3 separate regions of the Mus musculus genome follow, and regions 1 and 3 are each linked to region 2. Evidence: chromatin contacts called from public ChIA-PET data. All regions are on one chromosome and are shown on one strand. Each heading gives the region's core, a stretch centred on a gene start, on an enhancer-like site or on the middle of the called end of the contact. The rest is flanking DNA. Distances are from core to core; before and after follow the strand shown.

Region 1 (4,606 bases), core at 972-3,471, 290 kb after region 2:
CAAATAGGTACAACCTTCTCCTAAGAAACCTTTTGGGGGTCGAGTGAGCAAGCAAATGAGCGAGCGAGCACACAGAGCGTGCACAGGCACGCCTTGCTGAAAGGCCTTGGGTGAGAGCACTCCTTCTCTATAGCCTCTGGACCAAGCATGTCAGGGGCATGCTCAAAAGCTCTTCAGCATGGGCTGTGGCCTCAGGAACTCCAGTTTCCATGGTGACAAAGCACTCAGGTTATTATTTATCCTCCATCTCCTCACTGCCCTACCTCCACACAGCTTTCAGCACTGGCTGCCTAGTAAAGCCAGCTTTTTGACAGGGAGTCTGACATCAGGCTACCAGGACTAAGGTCACTCAAAACCTTCATCTTAGGAAGCCAGATTCTCTGCAAACTCTGGGACAGTCCTGCTGGTTTAGATCTGGACCCTCACTTCAGTCTGAAGACTTTAGAGTGTAGGAGAGCAGGGATGATGCTGTCTCCAGAGGAAAGGATGTCACAGAAAAGAGACCTCAGCACACAACCTGCCAGTCAGCATCCTGTGCTGCCTCATCCCCCAGGGTGTTTCCTCATCACTCCTGACTGACTCTGGGAGGACCTTCAGAGTATAGCACATGCTGTGTGGAGGGACCACTGTGGGTTCCCTCAGGCCCCATCAGCTGTGCTTCTAGAATGTTCCAGCACTTGGTTCTAACCAATACTGTCTCCCACCTGTGCCCTACACAGTGCATGTGACATGGGGAATGGGGGGACAGGGCGGGGGCGGGTTCAAACCTGATCACTGGTCTCAGTGAGAAAATCCACTTCTGTGGAACGTCAGAGAAAGGGCCCACAGCCTCTATTCATTTACCTAGTGCAGATACAGATCAGATAGGATCTGTCTCTTCATAGTTGGCAACAATAACCACCAGATGACACTTTGACACAACATCAAAGCCTATGACGATTAACCCAGAAAGAAAAGAAAGGTTCTGTCACAAAGACTACGCCAACATGGAAAATAAATATAATAAAAACCCTTAAGACACAGGTCAGCTAGGCAGTGACTACACTCACGCCTTTAATCCCAGCCCTGGGGAGGCAGAGGCAGGAAAACTCTGAGTTCGAGGCCAGCCTGGTCTACAGAGTGAGTTCCAGGACAGCCAGGACCACAGAGAAACCCTGTCTCAAACAAACATTAGTTAAAAACATTAGTTAAATACTGGCTCAAAACAGCAACTGTACGCCTTGTCAGAAGGACGGCAGCAACCTTCTGTGACGACGATGGAGCTTCTGTCTGCGTTTCCAAGAAGATACCACAGGTTACAAAGCCACATGTTACAAGACTCAAAAGGTTATGCTTTTCCTCAAGTCTATTCTGCACTGGATCACAGCTTCTACAAGAAAAAATGACCTAAAATACCCTTACAGCAAGTAATGACTATCCAATAAATAAATGAAATCCACATTCCCAAATGCACGTGGTAACTCACTGCCCAAGAGGCCAGCCACAGAGAGCAAGCGCATGGGGCACCTCTCTCTCACCCAGACCATCCCTGGGCATCGCTTCCCTCTACCCACACTAGGCTCCTCAGTCCCGCGCTCTCTCTTTCTTGCTCACAGAGTGTGTAACTCCTGGCTGCATCAAGGCACTGCTTGGCTTGCATCCCTGCATAGTGCTACATTCCAGCATGGTGGGGTACACTGAAAGCAGGCTCCATGCTGAGGAGAACATCTCTGATTTGCTAACACAAAGGAGGTTTCTGTTTGACCTCACTATATACCTGGCATAAGAAATATATTTCAAAAAGAAAAGAACCTTTTTCTTAGTAACAACATCACCAGAAAGAGTCAGAAACCTAGACAAATGAATTTGCTAATAAAGATCCTTAAGGATGACCTAAAACTGCTTTAGAGAATGGAACTTAAAATCCACTATAGATCACACACCTCCATGCTCCCAAACTATCCAGCTAGAAGGGAAAACATCACATTTCCTTCAGCACTGCTGTTACAGCAATGAAACAGTGTAGGATGGAAGAGAGGGCCGACAGATAGACAACATCAGCCTTCATCTCAACAATAACACAAGTTCAACTGTCTATCATCAGTGTGGAACCGTATTTTGCTGGGTATCTGGTTCCCCACAGTAGGGTGAGCATGGTTTCACAGTTAGTTCCACAGAGCCAGGCCCATACCTCAGCATCCGCAACTGCCACCTGCGGCTCAGGAGACAGTGGCTCTCCACGCTCCACCACTTCCTGTACCCATCCAGACAAGGAGATGGGCAGGAAGCAACTGTTCTAGACTACGGGGACACATAACAACTGCTCCCTCTGGGGACCCTGCAGAGACTGCCACTCGTGCCTTTCCTGATGCCAACCTGCTCTCAGGAGACAGGTGAGCAGCACATTTGATCCCTAGGAATGAGTGACAGCATCCTACCCAAGCCAACCAGCCCCTCGGCCTGCTTCTGTTTTCACCACATGCACACTGCAGCAAGCTCCTCTAAGTAGCAGATCATGACATTTCCAAAGTGACAGTAACCAGGCACAGAGTGTATCAGTGGCACCAGCCATGTTCTAGGTGAGAGGATGATAATGAAAGAAGCAAGGTAACAACCACACAGCCATCTCACATCACAAAGGTAACAACCACACAGCCATCTCACATCACCAAGGTAACAACCACACAGCCATCTCACATCACCAAGGTAACAAACACACAGCCATCTCACATCACCAAGGTAACAACCACACAGCCATCTCACATCACCAAGGTAACAACCACACAGCCATCTCACATCACCAAGGTAACAACCACACAGCCATCTCACATCATAAGGGGAAGACAGGGGTATGGGGTGCAGCTTAATAACTGAGATGTGTTAAATACACTGTACTGACCTCTTTCTCATTGCCAGGTCAAGTCCTCTATATTAGACACAAGAAATAATAGATTGTCTAGGAAAGCTGTAAGTTCTTTGAACACAAAGATAAAGAGATTACTCAAGCTTAAAATAAAAAGGGGTCAAAAGCATTTAACTTGTAATTCGCTTAATTATCAAAATAATGGCTTCTAAAACAAGCAGTTACTGACACAGAGGAAAGCCTCAAATACCAGTTGGAAATAATAATACTCCACTAAGACCTACAGTACTTTTAAAAATATTACTAACAATTAACACAAAATATCCTGTTTGAAGAAACCAACCGACCTAAGCACACTGAGTAGGTGTGGCTGGCCCTGCCTACCTGCTGCACTGTGTAAGCTGGGGCAGGCACTAGTGGCTTCTGACATTAAAAACAAACACGGAGCACAGCACTTCCACAGACGCACAGCTTCAGAGACATCCAGTGAGGGGGTTAGAGGTATCAGTCGGGTCAGGGTATGAGTTGGCTTTCACAAGTCAAAATGCAGCAAGCAGCTGCAGGTCCAAGCTTCACTGAGAAGAGAAATAACACTTGTCCCACTGAAGAGAAACTTCACTGTAGAGGACAGAAGTAATAAAGAGAGCCTTCAAAAGAATCCTAGGTTAAAAGAGAAACAAGACAATTAGACATGCTTTAAAACTTTCTTTTTTTTAATACCCACCAAAAGCCACAAAATCTACACTTAGTGTTCTCTCCAAATTTACGATGAAATAATTTGAGAGTGTGACTCTACCAAGTAAACATTGTCTGCGCCGCTTGTCTAACCCAGTTTGTTATGTCTTCTTACTGACTGTAACAGTCACCACTTAGTAGGGCGTGTGTGGTGATGGCTATTGCCCCAGGCCCTTGTGTCCATTTTCTCATTTGTCCTCACAGCTTCCCACCGCAGGGGTAGTACGCTGTCGTTTCACAGATGTGGAATCTGCAGCCCACAGAAACTCACCTGCCCCATCAGCTACTGCACACACACACACACACACACACACACACACACACACACTACAATAGAGAACTGACCCACGTCTAATGAGTACGGAGGTCCTGCTATTAGCAGCACTACCCTTTACTAAAACCAAAAACAGCAAGCTGCTGACACTACTGAGACAAGAGAAAGCAAAAGGGTTGTAGGTGGGTGATGTGCAAGGGTGTGTGTTGGCGGATGGGTGGGTGTGCAAAGCTGTGTGTTGGCGGCACTAGGAACTGAACCCAGGGCACTGCATGTGGTAGGCAAGCACTGCACCACTGATGTGATTGTCCCCTAGATTGTTTCTGTTGACACGAGTTCAACAGAAACTTATTCTGGCTGGCTGGGTTAGCCAGACAAGGCTTCAGAGAGGAGAGGTTCACCTAGACTTTAAAGAATTAGGAAAGCTGGGCGTGGTGGTGCACGCCTTTAATCCCAGCACTCAGGAGGCAGAGGCAGGTGGATTTCTGAGTTCGAGGCCAACCTGGTCTACAGAGTGAGTTCCAGGACAGCCAGAGCTACACAGAGAAACCCTGTCTCAAAAAACAAAAAACAAAAAAACAAACAAACAAACAAAAAAAAAAACAAAAAAGAAAGAAAAAAGAATTAGGAAGATTTGATTGCTGAAAATAATGCCCCTTGATGAAGGGGTGCTCCATCAATGTGTTCCCATCTGGGGTGAGTTTGCCCCTGAATCCTCAAGGGATGCTGGTACATCTGGAGGAACTCTCAGTTGT
Region 2 (4,455 bases), core at 1,934-4,433:
TGTACATTTGACCTTGACAGCTATCTTCACTTTGTAGCTGCTCTATTGGTTGTTTACAACCCTGCCCCGATCTATACACAGGTCCCCACTTCTTTCTCCTGAGAATTCTCATGTAAACCTGACTGGCTAACGGAAGTGAGCAATATTTGTGCCACTGCTGACTGATACGCTATCTTGAATTTCCTTTTATCAAACAAATTAGTCCATTATTTTAAATCTGAGCATTTCTCATACTTTCCGGATATAGGCAGATGCAGCCAGATTCTTTGCCAGACTATAACACAAATAGCTTCTGCCCCATTTTCCGAAAGAACTCTTGTTTTTCTCTGAAACTTCATCAGCAGAGTGAACACTGTGCCTTTTTATGGCATCCTGAACTTCTCAACCCCCGCCAGAATACCCTCTCCAGCCCATAGCTCCAAACTATTCCACATTCTTCCTGCAAACTGACTATGAAACCCAAGAGCCACATGGTTCCAATTCTCCTAGATTGTTTCTTTCATTGCTGTGACAGAATGTAAGGGGAGGTTTATTCTGACTCGCAATTAGAGAGAAGAGCACAGGACATTTGGTGCCTCATGACAAGGAAGGCATGGTGGGAGGGTTTCTGTGACAGTGTGGCACCCACAAGGAAGCGCAGAGTTCAGGGCAGGAGCTGGGCAAGATTGCAGTCCTCCAGATGTGCAGCTAGATCTGTCAGCTAGGGTGCCTGTCCCAAAGCTTCTACAACATTTACAAATCAGGGCCACCAGCTGAGGGAGGACCAAGAGTTCAAACACATGAGTCTGTGGGAGACATTCACACTCAAACCATAACAACCTGTACACTGGGAAGGATGGCAGAGCAAAACCTACTTCACATTCCGAAGAGGCAAAGTCTCAAGGACTAAACAAAACCACTATTCTTCATCATCATCATCATCATCATCATCATCATTACAGTCTAGCATATTGTCTTTCAAAAAAGCATCATGAAGAGTCAATTATAGGTTGGTTCTCTACTTTAAATAAATGAAGTAGAAGCAGAGGTTCACAGTGGAGCAGCGGACATAGCATTAAGTTCAGAATTGGAAACTTGTCTCTGGGTTTGTGCCTGCTTCTACTGACCCCACACCTTCTGTTATTCAATCTGACTTGTCTGGGCTTCTGGCTGAAAGGAACAAGAATGCTTGTTTCCACTTTGAATTAATCTCTGAGATCCCTTAGAAATCTCTGAATCTGTATGGTTGAGACTTCAAGGGTTCTCGACTTGTGGGTTGTGACCCTGCTGGCAAGCCTCTATCTCCAAAAATATTTACATTACGATTCATAACAGTGGCAAAATTAGTTATGATGAAGCAACAAAATAATTGTATGGTTGGGGGTCACCACAGCCTGAGGAATTGTACTAAAGGTTCGCAGCATTAGGAAGGTTGAGAACCACTGTTCCAAGAGGTTATGTTGAGAAACTATTTCCCTTGACTTGTTTTAAAACATATGGATCCTGATTTGAAAAGTATATTATTAACTACTTTTAACTTGTACATTGCTCACTTATTAAAAACAACAAAATGTTTTATGAAACACTTTCTCCAACCATCACAGAAAGTTGCTTAAAATCTACAAGATTGAAACCCACCACCTAGTGGTGAGGAAAGGAATTTCACGCTAGAGATAGGGAACGGGATGGTTTCTCCCAGCTAGCGGTCATTTCCCTTTGATCTTCTCCCCACCTAACCCAGGGTAGTAATAACCACACAGAAACTCAACGAAGTCTGACCTAAGACTTTATTTGCCAGGGGTCTTGCTTTGAGACACGGTCTCATTATGTTGCCCAGGCTGGCCTGGCATTTGCAATCCTGCCTCTCAGCCCACCGAACTGTTGCTATTACCAGGTGTGCACCATCGTGGTCGGCTGATGGTGTAGTAGTCTAAAGCGATGAAACAGTGCGGGCTTTGAGAATTGTGGAAATCTAATTGGCTCTGAGATGGAAGGTGCCTACTACCCGTAATCTTACTCCTATCCAGGAGACCCACCAAGTCATTCTTAGGGGCAGTTACCCCCGTTCCCACGCCAGAGCGCCCTCCCTTCAAAGACCCAGACTTGATACACATCAGTGGAATCCTTGAGGTCAAGTGATGATTTTGTTTTACCTACAGAAATACTTACATTTAAATATTTAGAAGGAATGCACTCTCAAATTCTAAGGGTGAGGAAGAGGCCACCTAGCTTGTATTGGTAAGTAGCCATTTCCGTTTTTTTCATTTCCTATTTCCTCCTTGCTCTTTCTCCTCTCTTTCAAATAAATCAAGTAATTAATAGTGTGATGTTTAAACAAAACAAGGCTCCCTGTGCAAGGTGGTTTAATTATCCCAGAAGGCACCTGGAAATCCTTTCTCATCAAAATGTTCTGAGTCCTTTCCTGAACTACGGATCTGGGCGTATATTTCCCAACATATTCTTAAGCTGTTGTTTGAAAGTTTGAAATTCATTTTCTACTAGCACATTTTTTTTTCTCAGCTCTCTTAAGACTTTCAACTATGATCAGTCTTGCTAGTAAGAGATCCCCTAGGCTTTTTATTTGACTTAAAACCCTTTTCTTTTTTTTTTTTTTTTAAATTGGGGCTTATGAATACCGGCGAAGCATTTCGATAACTTAAAACTTAAAATTATCCACTTCACCTTTGCAAACCTCGGGGCTCAATGCCTCCAAGGGCATCCGGGCATTTATTCCTATTTCTGCTCTTGCACGGCGCCCCCGTGGGAGGAGCCGTTTCGACCGAGAAGTTGCGAGAAGCAATGGTGCGGAACTTGCAACAGTTGGTGCGGGCCGATAGGCAGGTAGGAAGTGATAGATGGGACTAGTTTAAAACCCAAAAGCCCCGGGGAGGGCCGGGGCCACCGTGGCCTGCCTGGAGAGCGAGGGCGGCGCGGGGACCGAGCGCCGGCGTAGAAAGACGCCGTTCCGGGCGGGGCGGGGGGACTGGACGTGGGACGCAGAGCTGGTGCGCGGGGACGCCGGGCGGGCGGGCGGGCGGGAGGAGGAGCGGGCCGCCACGGGGCCACGGGGAGGTGAGCGCAGCCTTGCCCCCGCGCCGCCCCCGGCGGGAGGCGCGACGCCCAGGCCACGGGTGCGTGCGCGGCCCCGGGCGACGCGGCTGGGCGTGCGCGGGGCCGCGGCGGAGGCAGGGCCGGGCGGGCGGCAGAAGATGGCGAGGGTGTGTAGGCGGCAGCAATGCTCCGTTGAGAGACGCGGCTTTCGGCAAGAACTGGACTCGTGGCGCCACAAGCTCATCCACTGTGTAGGTGAGGCCCTCCACCGGTGCCCCGGGCCGCCCGGCCGCCGGCCTCCCGTGCGTGGGAGGGAGCAGGGCAGAGTCCGCCGCGCTCCGGCCCCGCGCGCCCTCCCGGGCTCGGCCCCCTCCCCCACCCCCCGGAGCGCGAGCGCGCCGCCGCGGCGCCCCTCCCCTCGGCTCGCGGGGCGGGCTCGGACGCGCGGCCTCTCCCCCAGCGGGCGCATTGTGGACGCCGGGCCCGCCGCCGCCGCCGCCAGCGCGCCGGGACGCACGGGGTCGCCCCCACCTGCCCTCGCCCCGCGCCCCTCCCCCACGCCGGCGGCGCGCCCCCGTGCACGCGTGCACGCGCGGCGGCGCTCGGGCGTGTGCGAGGCGTGAGGTGGAGATGGGGGCGGAGGGAGCCGGAGCTGTCACAGGCCCCGCGTCCGCCTGAGCGAGCCAAGTGGGGTGTCATGGCCGCGGGGGGCAGCGGCTGCACTTCCTCTGCTGGCAGCGGCGGCTGCGGAGTTAGTCCTCGACGCACGGGTCGGTGTGTGCGGATTTGTGTTTGGCGTGCGCGCGCGGCGGGGAGGCCCGGGTGGGAAGCCGGGCGGGGGGGTCACCCTGGTCCCCTCCGCGGAGCCCCGGCGGCCGGCGACCGGCGCGCTTCCCCGGGCGGCGGGAGCGTGGACGGGAGTGGGGGGCGCCCGGGAGGGGCCGGGAGGCGAGCTGCACCTCTCACACTGTGTGTTTTGTCTGTTTTTCTCTCCCAAGGTCCCGTTTCCCTCTGTGCGGCGGCCGGCGGGACCATAAGGGCTTAACTCACATATTTAACCCCCCTCCAAAAAGTAAGTGGCTCTTGTGGTGTCTGCTCCACCCGCCGCCCCCTAGCCTCTGTCCATCCTTGTGTCTGACTCTAATGTCCTCAGCATTGTTATTTCCCCGTCTCTGCTTCGGTGCGGCTGATGTGTGGGGAAATGCCCTCTCGTCGTCCTCTGTCCCCCACGCCCAGTCCTCGGGGAGGCCCGGAATTCCAGCCCCCCGTGTGGATGGGGCGCGTTCTAGGGATTCAGGTCTTCCTCAGACGGACCTGGGAAATTCTGTCCGTCCACTTGGGCCCGGGGTCCCCTCTTTCCCGATGGGGTTTCGTTGGAAGGAATTATGCAAATCCTGCTTTCTGGTGTCCATTCAGCGGCAATTT
Region 3 (4,995 bases), core at 490-2,989, 370 kb after region 2:
AGGAGGTTGCTTATGACCATTTCTGAGAAAGCTGGAGCTATGGCCAAAGAGTGGCCTAGCAGAAGTAGTTCTGGAAAAGCAAAGCACAGAAACCGCAAATAACTCTTCCTACAAGGATGGCCATGTCGGCCGTGTCCTCGGGAGACTCCACGCGGTGGCAAAGGGACACTCCGGTCTGTGCTTGGCTCCAGAAAAAGACACTGGGGTGAGCGCTCCCAAGAATCCCACAACACTCCACTCTACCAACCTGACCTTGAGTTCAAGTTGGCAAGGTCGAATCAATTGCATGTCCCCATTTAAACTCATCTCTCCCCACCTTCAAGAATTCACCAACCAGGTCCCCAACCTTCATAATCACAAATTAAGCAGGGGAAAGCAAGCGTTGTCAACCCACCAACATAAATCTGCCAACTTATGTTCTTCACCCTAGAACCGCTCTGCTCTGCAATTGTAGCACCATATTCAGAAAGCTTCTGTACCCGAAAATAACGAGATCATATCTACTATTGGTTTTTCAAGTATTGTTAGAAGCCCTCCCGATTCCCGCCCCTGCGAGCCACATCTATAAACAATCCAAGCACACGATAAGGGCTAAGTCAGGTCCAAGTGGATTAAGTAGCTGCCACAGTTCAACCGGTAGATCCCAGGTCCTCGGCTGCTGGTGCTACTCAGTAGAGTCCGTTTTCTCTAACAGCCTCTCGCGGCCGGTAACTTTGAGGCTGTAGCCCGAGGGATGGACGACAGCTCCTGCTCCGCACAGTCCCGGGCAAGACACTGTTGGATCAGCGTAGCGGCGTCCTCTTCCTCCTCCAGGGATCCCCTGTCAGAGCCAGGCGCCCGAGGGCTGCAGAGTGACTGAGTCCGGTCCGCTTCGGCCACCCCCGGACCCCGGAGCGCTCGCGGGGCTCGTGGCCGCAACCGCGGCGACCGCTCGCTGGAGTCTGCGCACCGCCTCCTTGATGAGGTTTCCGGAGAGCACGAGCTGCTGCAGGAGCCGGTGCGGGTCGTCGTCGGCCGCGCGCGCTCCGCCTGCTGTCCACCGCCGCTGCTGGATTCGGTGAGAAGCCACGGAGCCGGGGAGCCACCCTCGCCGCCCCGGCCCGGGAAGCGCGCTGGCACCCGGGGCGATCTCCGCAACGCAGTAGGGCGCCGATCGGCCCCGCACACGCCCGCGCTCCCCCAGCACGCAGCGCACGGCCCCCGGAGGCGCAGGGTCCCCGGTCTCTGCTGACCCCGTCGGCCGCAGCAGCCGCCTCGCTGGGGTCCCGGTCTTGTCCGCCGACAGCGCCGCCAGGACCCGCGGAGGCGCGGGTGGGGGACCCGGGGCGGCACACGGCGAGGCCGGGCGATCGTGCGCCGTGTCCAGCTGCAGCGTCTCGCCGATCTGGACGATGAGCCGATCCACGTCGGTCGAGCCGCCCAGAGTCACCGACTGCTGCAGCAGGAGGAAGCTGTCGTCGTCCTCCTCCCCCTCTGCCTCGTCGCCGGCTTCCTCCTCCTCCTCTCTCCGGCAAGGCATGGCCCCCCGCCCGGGCCCCCGCGGCTGTGCGGGCGTCGCTGGCAGCTCGGTTGGCCGCGGGCTCGGCGAGCCGCGGCTGGGGCGGGAGCGCGGCGGAGGCCCAAGCCGGGCCAGGAGGGGGCCGAGCCTGGGGATGCGGAAGCCGGGACCACCGGGCAGAGGTACCGCGCGCCTTAGAGCCGCGGGAGCCGGAACGCTGCCGGCTTGGGTTGATTTGTAAACAATGGGTGACGTCGCGCGGCTCCTACCACCGCGCGCGACCGTGGGGGGAGACGTTCGCTAGAAGACTTAGGGGCGCGGGACGGCGCAAACCGTGCGAGACCACTGCCCACACTGTCTGCCCAGAGATAGTTTATATGGTTGCGAGCGATTCCGGGGACGGGGCACCGACTTCGCCGAGCCCAGGTCCTAGGACCTCTCGGTCCTAGGAGGCACCCTCGGCGACTGCCAATTGGCTGCTCCCACTCGCGGACACACCCCCAGCACACCCAGCCCCTCCTCTGCCGCGCCCGCTCCAGCCCCACGTGTGGGTAACGCCTGCGCTGGCCCGGGGAGGGGCGACCCCGACGGTTGGGAAGCCGACCCTGTGGTCAGAGCTTCTCAGACTTGCTCCGGTTTCTCAGAGCTACATCGAATTGACTTTTTTTGTAGTTCAAACGAAAATGTTCTCGTAACCATAGGATTCAAACGAGATTAACAGGCTTCCCCCCCCCCCCTTCATCCTCCTCTTTGTACATTATACAGCCACACACAAAAGCATTGCAGTCGCATTAAATTATAAACGCTTTTTCCGGTGACTGCACGCGCTTTGAAAACACTGTACCGATTACGTAAGTTTCCATTAAGTACTTGTAATTGTTTAAATTCCTTCAACGGTTGCTGTTTCTCTGAGTTCGCCGTTGTAGTAAGTGTGTGACTAATGCTCTTTCCCATAAAACTTTTCCAAATTTATGATTCATTTTTCAGAGTACATTCCTAAGAGTGGAGTTTTAGGTCAAAGGATAAGAGTTTTTTTTAGTTTGGCCCTTTTATTTTTTGTAATATGTATGGAAAACCTAGAACTGGGTGAATACACTCTTATTAATATGTGATATACGTCATTCATTGAAACGACTAGAATTTAGTCATTGAAAACCTTATTGTGTATATGAGTCATGTTACAGGTGAAATTGACATTTTTCAGTTTGCCTGTTATATATATATATATATTTTTTTTTTGGTTTGGTTTGGTTTTGGTTATGGTTATTTATCTATTTATTTTGGTTTTTCGAGACAGGGTTTCTTTGTGTATCCCTGACTGTCCCGAAACTCACTCCGTAGACCAGGCTGGCCTCGAACTCAGAAATCCACCTGCTTCTGCCTCCCAAGTGCTGGGATTAAAAGCATGCGTCACCACTGCCTGGTTGGTTTTTTTTTTTTTTTTTAGACTGGGTTTCTCTGAGTAGCCCTGCTGTCCTGGAACTCACCCTGTAGACCAGGCTGGCCTCAAACTCAAAGATCTGCCTGCCTCTGCCTCCCAAGTGCTGGGAGCATCCTGGCTAGCTTCCTTTGAGACTTCTTTTTTTTTTTTTTTTTTTTTTCTTTTTTCGAGACAGGGTTTCTCGGTATAGCCCTGATAGCCCGGGCTGTCTTGAAACTTACTCTGTGGACCAGGCTGGCCTCGAACTCAGAAATCCACCTGCCTCTACCTCCCAAGTGTTGGTATCAAAGGCGTGTGCCACCACGCCATTCTAACAATGGTAGATCTAGTCTCCCTACCTTGTTGCTGTTATTTGGAGGGTTTTGTTTCTTTCTCAAATCCATCCGTAATTTTTTTTCTTTTTGTTTTTTTTCGATTGGTCTTTGATTCAGGGAGATGAGATGAAATTAATTTTCTCCCCTCCCTTCCCCCTCGGCTTGCCAACCAGGGCAATATTTCCTGGTTGAAACAGAGGAGTGTGGTCGTTACACAGAGGCTGTGTCCTGAGTTTCCAGATGCTGGGAACTGGTGGGTATGAAGGATGGGTGGGGCTGGAAATATTCTGATCTGTCTTATGGGAACCAAAAGAGCTCTAAACAGGTTGTACAAAGACCTAGATTCAAGTCTCATCCCTACTACAAACTGGGTGTGGGACTCCTGGCCAATCAGTTTACAGGTGTTTTCACTTGTAAAATGGAAAAAAAAAAAAAAAATCCCTGCCCTGCCTCCTTTGGAGATTGTTTTCAGGATCAAACGAGGTGATGGGAGCAGGCTTTGTCAGGCATTACACAAATGTACTGTGGGATTAGGCCCAGTGCTTTACTGACTCTGGGCTCTCTTCCAGCAATTTCCCTGGGGAAAGAGCTAATATCTTAATAATAAATGTTATCCCCTGAGCCCACTAAGTAATGCAGACCCTGAAGGCAATCCCACTAGGGCCGGAATGGCCCTTAGAATCCTAGACTTTGTGCTATCTGTCGACTCTGCCCTGGAATGGGTTAGGGACTTCCTGAAAGCACTCTCCCAAATTTCAAGGTGTGTCATAACTACAGCAGTTCGGCAGGTTTGGCTGAGAGCACCTTCCCATCAGGCAGCTCCCTCCTCCATCTCCATCTCCATCTCCCATCTCTTCACACTCTTTTACTGTTGAAAACCGGAAGCTGTTCTCCCCAGAGATAAAGTCTCATTTTCATTCTGATGGTACTTACTGGAGAATTTCAAGGAGAATGAAAATTACGAGAGGGCTTATGGATTTCAGCAGAGTTAAGATGGCAATTCCACACCCCCCTTCTCTGCTCTGTAAGATGATGCCTGGCTGTAAGTAGAGAAAAGCAGTTTTATGCTCCATTGGCTTTAAACATTAATGGGTCTGGCAAAGCTATTGTTTCTAACCCAGCATCCCTGGAAGTTGTTTTGTCTTCCTGTCAGAGTAATTCCAACAGTGTTCTTACTACTGTAGGGAATGGAGCCGTGAGAAGGCGTTTAAAAAAAGAAGAAAGAGAGGGGAGAAAAAAGCCTTCCCTTTGTAACGTTGCTTTTGTGTGGAGATTGCTATGTAAATATGCCGAGGTGCAGATGTGTTAGACGTTCATTACAGAGCTGAATGCCTTTCAGTAGGAGCCCTGCTCCATTTTCTCGGCCACTTCTCTGGAGAGCCTGGAAAGAGATGCCTGTGCTGGGCCAGTGGGAGGTGGAGAGGAGTATCCTGGGTTAGGAAGCAAAACACAAAATGTGAGAGAGGCCCAGATGCAATTAACAGTAACGAGAAGGTATCCAAAGAGGAAGTAATGCAAGCGGACCGTGGCTGGCACCCTGGCTACCGGCCTGGAAAGGAGACATTGCAAGCATTCAGAGTCCTGCAGTAACCTAGGACTCCGGGGCTTCAGCATTCCTTCAGGCCACAGAGACACCACCCGGGCCTCATTTTAACATACCTGCCTCCAGAGACACCAGCTAGGGTAATGGGGAACCCATTGGGTGAGGTCACTTCATGTGTGTGTGTGTGTGCTCCCATTGC

Evidence for each region. ChIA-PET counts read pairs in DNA pulled down with a chosen protein or histone mark.
Region 1: a contact with region 2 is called in an RNA polymerase II ChIA-PET map of effector CD8 T cells, with 9 read pairs. The contact joins the enhancer-like site here to the promoter of Lcor in region 2. A contact is called at or near these places in 3 of 39 promoter capture datasets (cranial neural crest, hippocampal neurons and pre-B cells), 17 of 484 Hi-C or Micro-C datasets (the C10 cell line, the HL-1 cell line, the N1E-115 cell line and 11 more), 7 of 115 datasets of contacts at active chromatin or transcription factors (effector CD8 T cells, embryonic stem cells, epiblast stem cells and 3 more) and 1 of 9 other capture datasets (embryonic stem cells).
Region 3: a contact with region 2 is called in an RNA polymerase II ChIA-PET map of memory CD8 T cells, with 30 read pairs. The contact joins the promoter of Frat2 here to the promoter of Lcor in region 2. A contact is called at or near these places in 1 of 39 promoter capture datasets (pre-B cells), 3 of 484 Hi-C or Micro-C datasets (the AML12 cell line and embryonic stem cells) and 2 of 115 datasets of contacts at active chromatin or transcription factors (memory CD8 T cells and pancreatic cancer cells).

The regions. Positions count from the first base shown.
Region 1 is chr19:41,766,695-41,771,300 of GRCm38.p6, forward strand. It overlaps Arhgap19 (Rho GTPase activating protein 19), which reads right to left. Exons shown (of 12, transcript NM_027667.3): 12 at 1-3,502. The coding sequence ends at 3,492. Among named protein-coding and RNA genes, the nearest start is that of Gm19424, 22 kb to the left of the region's middle. Within about 2 kb of position 2,222, at least 22 of the 459 cell types and tissues checked have an H3K27ac peak or open chromatin away from gene starts, as enhancers often do. A contact at or near this core is called in effector CD8 T cells, where this site is marked.
Region 2 is chr19:41,479,499-41,483,953 of GRCm38.p6, forward strand. It overlaps Lcor (ligand dependent nuclear receptor corepressor), which reads left to right and starts at 3,184. Exons shown (of 8, transcript NM_001370767.1): 1 at 3,184-3,285; 2 at 4,029-4,102.
Region 3 is chr19:41,846,393-41,851,387 of GRCm38.p6, forward strand. It overlaps Frat2 (frequently rearranged in advanced T cell lymphomas 2), which reads right to left and starts at 1,740. Exons shown (of 1, transcript NM_177603.3): 1 at 1-1,740. The coding sequence starts at 1,519. The coding sequence ends at 824.